Regions from separate parts of the Gossypium hirsutum genome. Here region 2 is linked to region 1. The links are chromatin contacts, called in public Hi-C maps. All regions are on one chromosome and are shown on one strand. Each heading gives the region's core, a stretch centred on a gene start, on an enhancer-like site or on the middle of the called end of the contact. The rest is flanking DNA. Distances are from core to core; before and after follow the strand shown. Region 1 holds the start of LOC107955180 (protein trichome birefringence-like 30). Region 2 holds the start of LOC107955191.

Region 1 (2,889 bases), core at 157-2,656:
CTAAAAACATAAACTGGTCATGCCACGTCAGCAAATCGCGTCCTCGTAGGCGCGATTTGTGTCCATGTCAGCAGGTCGCGCTGACGTGGACGCGATTTCGCGGAAAATGGCTCATTTCGATAAATAATTAAAAAATCGGCCCATTTCGGTAAATATTGAAAAAAAAGGGCTTTTTTTGGTAAAATAGTCAAAATATTCGGTTCCTTTTTCTTTTTAAATTTTTTCTATGTACATTTTACAACAGTATATATATTAACAAAGTTGATGTTTTGAGTTAATCAAATATTAATTCAGTAAATGTTAAAATGTTAATCGTTTTTCTCAATGTATTTTTTTGCATAATTTAAACCTAAAATAAATTTATGAGTAGTTAAATTTTATAGGTTTTGATACCACTATAAAGCATAACATGATAAGGAATCTAATTTAGCCATTCTAAAAGTTAAAAGAAATTGAAATCCATTAATTGTTGTCCACTCAACAGCTCAAACATGACTAAAAGTCCCAATATTTTTTAAGATGCAAATCAATCAAATTAACGGCCATATTAATGTTTTAACGGTTTTGGACTAAAAAAACAAAAAAATGATAACTCGATTGACTATTCTATAAATTTTAAAGTCGGTATTCTTTTACATTTTATTAATTAAACAATAAAAATTATCTAATAATCAAATAATAGATAATATAATATATCCAATAATCAATTAAGTAATCTTAAATTTAAGTTTTTTTATTAATAAAAGTAACCAAGGTAAAAATTCATCTAATATATATTCTTTTTGACAAAAAGAGATTTCTTTTTGAAGAAGAAAAGTAATTAGAGATAGAACAACAATGGCGTATTGTCCAACACAATGGTTGCCAATCATCAAGATCTCAAACATATGCTGTCAAACCCCATAAAGTAGAAAAAAAAGGAATCATCACCGATCACTTAGACATTAGCCACTAATGAAAATATTAATGCATAAATCCCTGTTTCTAATCGACTTTCGTTTTCATTGAAAGCCTTGCTTAATAATCAGACCAAGACCCCATAAGAGGGGGAGGCTGGGAGCCACCCCAACCCGATCGAAAACAGCAACCGGGGGCACCTAATCCGGATCAGCACCCATACAGTGACAACATTAGCGTGTCTAATCGTAAAAATTAGTTGGTTGTTTGATTTGCCACATTTTTTAATGAAACCAACGAAAATTAATTTAATGGATAAACCAGTAAATATCAACATTACTGGTTAAAACACATCAAGCAAGGTAAGAAAAAATTGTGGGTGGTAAAAAGTTCAGGCATTCTAAATTCGATCCTGTACAATCTTTATTCTTACCCTTAAAAAAAATAAAAACGAAAAAGAAACAGTAACGGAAGCTGTTGTTAGTTAACAAATGGGAGGTTGACTTATACCTATTAAAAAGGAAGTTAAAAACAGATAAAGAAGAAGATAAAATCCCAAGAACAGAAATTCAGTCTCTGATAGAGTGATAGAGAATCAGTAACAATGAGACCTTTTGATAAGACCCAAAGATGCAATTACTTCCCCATGCTAACCATTGTAACTTTTTCAACTTTGTTCTTTGCATTCTTTTGTTACAATCAATACATGAAAACCATTCCATTCCCAGATTTCAAACACCAACACCCCTTCCAGGAATCTTCAAACTCAACCTATGTTCAACTTCAAGAAACAAACAAAGCTGACGATGGCGACTATGAAAGGATTGTTTCGCCATTAGAAGAGTGTGATATCTTCACAGGAGAATGGGTTTTTGATAATGGGTCATCACACCCTTTATACAAAGAAGACAACTGTGAGTTCCTTACTGACATGGTGACTTGCTTGAAGAATGGAAGGCCTGAGTCTTTATACCAGAAATGGAGATGGCAGCCCAGAGACTGCTCTTTGCCCAAGTAAATACTTTCTTTCTCTAAGTACTTGGTAATTCTTTTCAGATTCATTCTTTTAGTCTTCCATTTTTCTTCAAGTATCTTGTTCCTTGCATATTTTGAAACGATATGCTACTCCATAAACCCTTGAATAGTTAAAAATTTTGGGTTAAGGTTTGAGGCAAATTTATTGCTGGAGAAACTTAGAGGAAAGAGGCTAATGTTTGTTGGGGACTCCATAAATTTGAACCAGATGCTATCTATGGTTTGTATGGTTCAATCTATTATCCCACCAGAGAAGAAGAGCTTTAGTTATGCAAGCTATACCACTGTCTTTAAAATGGAGGTAATTGCTTGCTACTGTTTCTACAATATTTTAACTCATTGATTGATTTCATACAAATAACTAAGAAAAAAAAATGAAAGAATTTGTTTGAACTGTGTAGGATTACAATGCTACAATGGAGTTTTACTGGGCACCATTTCTGGTTGAATCCAATGTAGACCCTCCAACAATGAGGTATGGCACAGTGGTTCCTGTAGTCAAGCTTGAATCAATCTCAAAACACGGGGATAACTGGAAAAATGTGGATTATCTCATATTCAATACTTATATTTGGTGGAGGTACCCCACTATGAAAGCTCTGTAAGTTCTTACATTTGTTGTCTTTTACATTCTTTAGTACATATGGTTCTGAAATACTAGAAAATTTCACTCAATTCTTTCTTCAAAACTGACCTAAAAGGCAAGGATCTTTCAGTAATGGGGCAACGGATTCTGTCGACATTGATCAGAATGTAGCATATGAGAGGGCTTTGAAATCATGGGCTAAATGGGTGGAAGAAAATGTTGATTCTAGTAGAACTTCAGTGTTCTTCAGCAGTATGAGTCCTACACATATGAAGTATAAACTAGCAAACACTTGAAAACTTCTCAATTAGATGGTTCTAAACAGATACTTTAACGCATTTTGTGTATGCAAATTAAAACAGGAGCTCTGA
Region 2 (2,879 bases), core at 333-2,832, 230 kb before region 1:
TTGTAACAATCCAATTAATATATTAGGCCAGAGAGGTTCAGCATTGATAATAAAACATCATTCACACAATTGTTTTATACATTCATGTATAGATGGCTTATCGAAAAGTTAAACTCGGCAGCATAATGCTTGGACATCGATAGTACCTGAAATCAAAGATGCCATGTGATCTTCAACAATACTTTTGACCTTGTACCTCATTCTTGCCCTTCATCTTAATACTCATTAAAATGTATGGCTCCAACTTTCCATACTATGTAAGTTGTCGTGAACATTACCGCGCTGATAAAAACGACCGAAAAGATGATTACAAGGAGATCATTTCCCCCTGGAAACTGAAAAGTAAGGCCTTGCTTTGGCATTCCTCGTTTGCTGTCATCAAACAAATTTGTAGGCGCTTCGGGAAGCCGAGATCTCTTTTTCCCCTTATCACTTTCCCTCATAGCATCCAGTACATTACTTCCCATCTCTGATTTAGATAGCTTTGACTCTGCGTAACGGCTTAGAACCCGAGCTGCCCTTAATCTTTCTTTAGCCGTTAGAGATACTTTTTTTGTTGTGGACTGTATATTTGGAGGTGATGAGGCCTCCTGCATCGGAGTTGAAGAAACCATTGAACCATTACTAGGCTCAGAGGTAGGGGAGCGCGATTCATTATCCAATGATGGGGGATTCAGGGCTGAAACTCGATCATCAGAAACCAGCTTCTCAGCATCACCAGAATCCTTTATGCTGCTATTCGCGACTAGTCGGTCTCTGTCTTCAACTGAAAGACATAATCCCCTTCTTTTTTGGTGTACAAGTCCCCCGGAGCCATACATTTGAAAGGGAGATACACTGGGGTTGGCCTTAAGAACCGAAGCTCCTCCAATACAGGATCTCGAGACATACTGCTATTCAGAATTGCAAATATATAGACATAAAACTAAATTAAAAAAAGTTCAAACCCATCAAAACACTATTATGGAATGTTATCAGCAGGAAAATACAAAGCCAGAATATGCAGTGTAACCAGAATAATGTTATAATGTGTAGCAAAATATAATATATAAGGCAACAAAGTTTGACAAGTTTTTACATATGAAAATGAAACAGGCTAAAATCAACAATCATTCATCCAAACCACCACTAAGATTAAATAAAGGAAAAGGAAATCAGGCTAAGAAAACAGGTTCTTGCATTAATCCACTTTTGGTTTTTTGGCTTATCGCTAGAACTACTGAAAACATGAGAATCCAGTTTAAAAAAACAACCAAATATGGCATAAAAAGCTTTTATGGAAACAAAAGAAACCAATCCCATTAAGAGCAAAAGTAGTAAGAATAATAAAGAAACAAGAGATAGATATGAGTTGCTCACCTTTAAATTAAACCCGAAGACTGAACTTAGAGAGACAGCCATGCTTTGGTTTGGTGGCTACCACCATAGAAGAGAATTGAGAATTGAGAAATCAGAGAAAAATCTACAGATGAAGGGCGCGCTGTGTTTATTATGTGGCGATGAAGTGAAGTAACGAAATCGAAAGAGATCAGCTGTTTGATTCTAGCACCACCGCCTCTCAATGAGCGTGAATGACACGCCCTGATCTTTGGCTTTTTTCTTTTAAGGGTAAACTACAGAAATCGTCACTTATATTTTGTTTAAATTACGTTTTGGTCACCAAATATAAATTTGTTATGAAATGGTCGCTAAGGTTATTGATTTGTAACTTTTTTTTGTCACTTATTAGTCATCAACCGCTATGTTAAATCATCATTTTGAACGAAAACTTTAGATCAAATTGCACATCTAATCCCTATACTTTTTTTAGCTATTTAATTTTGTTTTCTTTTTAACTTTCTTTAATCTTTTCCTTTTCCTTGTATTATTTATTTTCCTTATACTTTTCTTTCTTTTAAAAAAATATTTGAGAAGTAAAAGAAATAAAATTGTTATGAATATCTTATTAAGTGGATGTCCATCATGATCAATATAAAGGTTTGATATACTTTAAATTCTAATAGTTATTAGAATTAGATATCTACTTCTTTTATACTTCTTATGCCTATAAATAGAGACTCTGATGAAGTATTGTAAATCATCCCTTTGATTAATAAATCGCATTCTCTGTTGCTTTCATATTTTCTTTATTCTTTATTCTCCCCATCTCTCTTTATTTTATAACATGTTATCAACACGATGATTCTCTATTTTTTCAAAATCTTTCGAAGTCGTCCCACAAATCAAATTCCTTTTCACCTTAAACTTCCACCCTTACAACTTCATCTTCAGGATGTTGAAAGATTTCAATCTCAGAATGGATGCTCGTGATAATAGTTAAGGTGATGACAATGATGTTAAAGATCTTCAGGTATATTTTACTATGTTTTATTTATTATATCATGTTTATTATAATTGGAGACTAATCATGACAACATGACTAGATAGATTTTGATTTGAAATCTCACACATGTTTGCGATGGTGATTATGAAATAAAGAATCTATTAGGATGTTTATAAGTCCGTCCTATTAGATTTGTTGCATTCCTCGAAGTGAATGTAAACATAAAGAAAATAAAAGATATACTCATGGACCACTAAAAGTGGGAACATAGTAATAAATAAGAGAACAATGAGAGTTCTCAAGATAACTCTTCAAAGGGTAAAGATAACTTATGTTATCAATTTGATATGAAATATTATTGACCACATATGTGGCGTATGCCCAAATATTTTGTTTCTGTTAATATTCTTTGAGGAATTCTATCATTACAGATAGAAAATATTTATCTTATTTACTAATGAAACAAAAAAATATTATTCCAATATTTGATAGTACAAAATTAGTTGAAATCTCCAGAAGAGCTAATATATCAATATCTAAAAAGCACAAAATTTGT

Evidence for each region. A called contact is a pair of places that touch in the nucleus more often than the background predicts.
Region 2: a Hi-C map of leaf shows a contact between it and region 1, with 2.3 times the contacts expected there. The contact joins the promoter of LOC107955191 here to the promoter of LOC107955180 in region 1. A contact is called at or near these places in 2 of 34 Hi-C or Micro-C datasets (both in leaf).

What each region holds. Positions count from the first base shown.
Region 1 is chrD04:13,611,064-13,613,952 of Gossypium_hirsutum_v2.1, reverse strand. LOC107955180 (protein trichome birefringence-like 30) reads left to right here and starts at 1,406. Exons shown (of 5, transcript XM_041092012.1): 1 at 1,406-1,911; 2 at 2,141-2,233; 3 at 2,334-2,533; 4 at 2,649-2,792; 5 at 2,881-2,889. The coding sequence starts at 1,876.
Region 2 is chrD04:13,838,870-13,841,748 of Gossypium_hirsutum_v2.1, reverse strand. It overlaps LOC107955191, which reads right to left and starts at 1,582. Exons shown (of 2, transcript XM_016890921.2): 1 at 1,360-1,582; 2 at 1-890. The coding sequence starts at 1,401. The coding sequence ends at 216.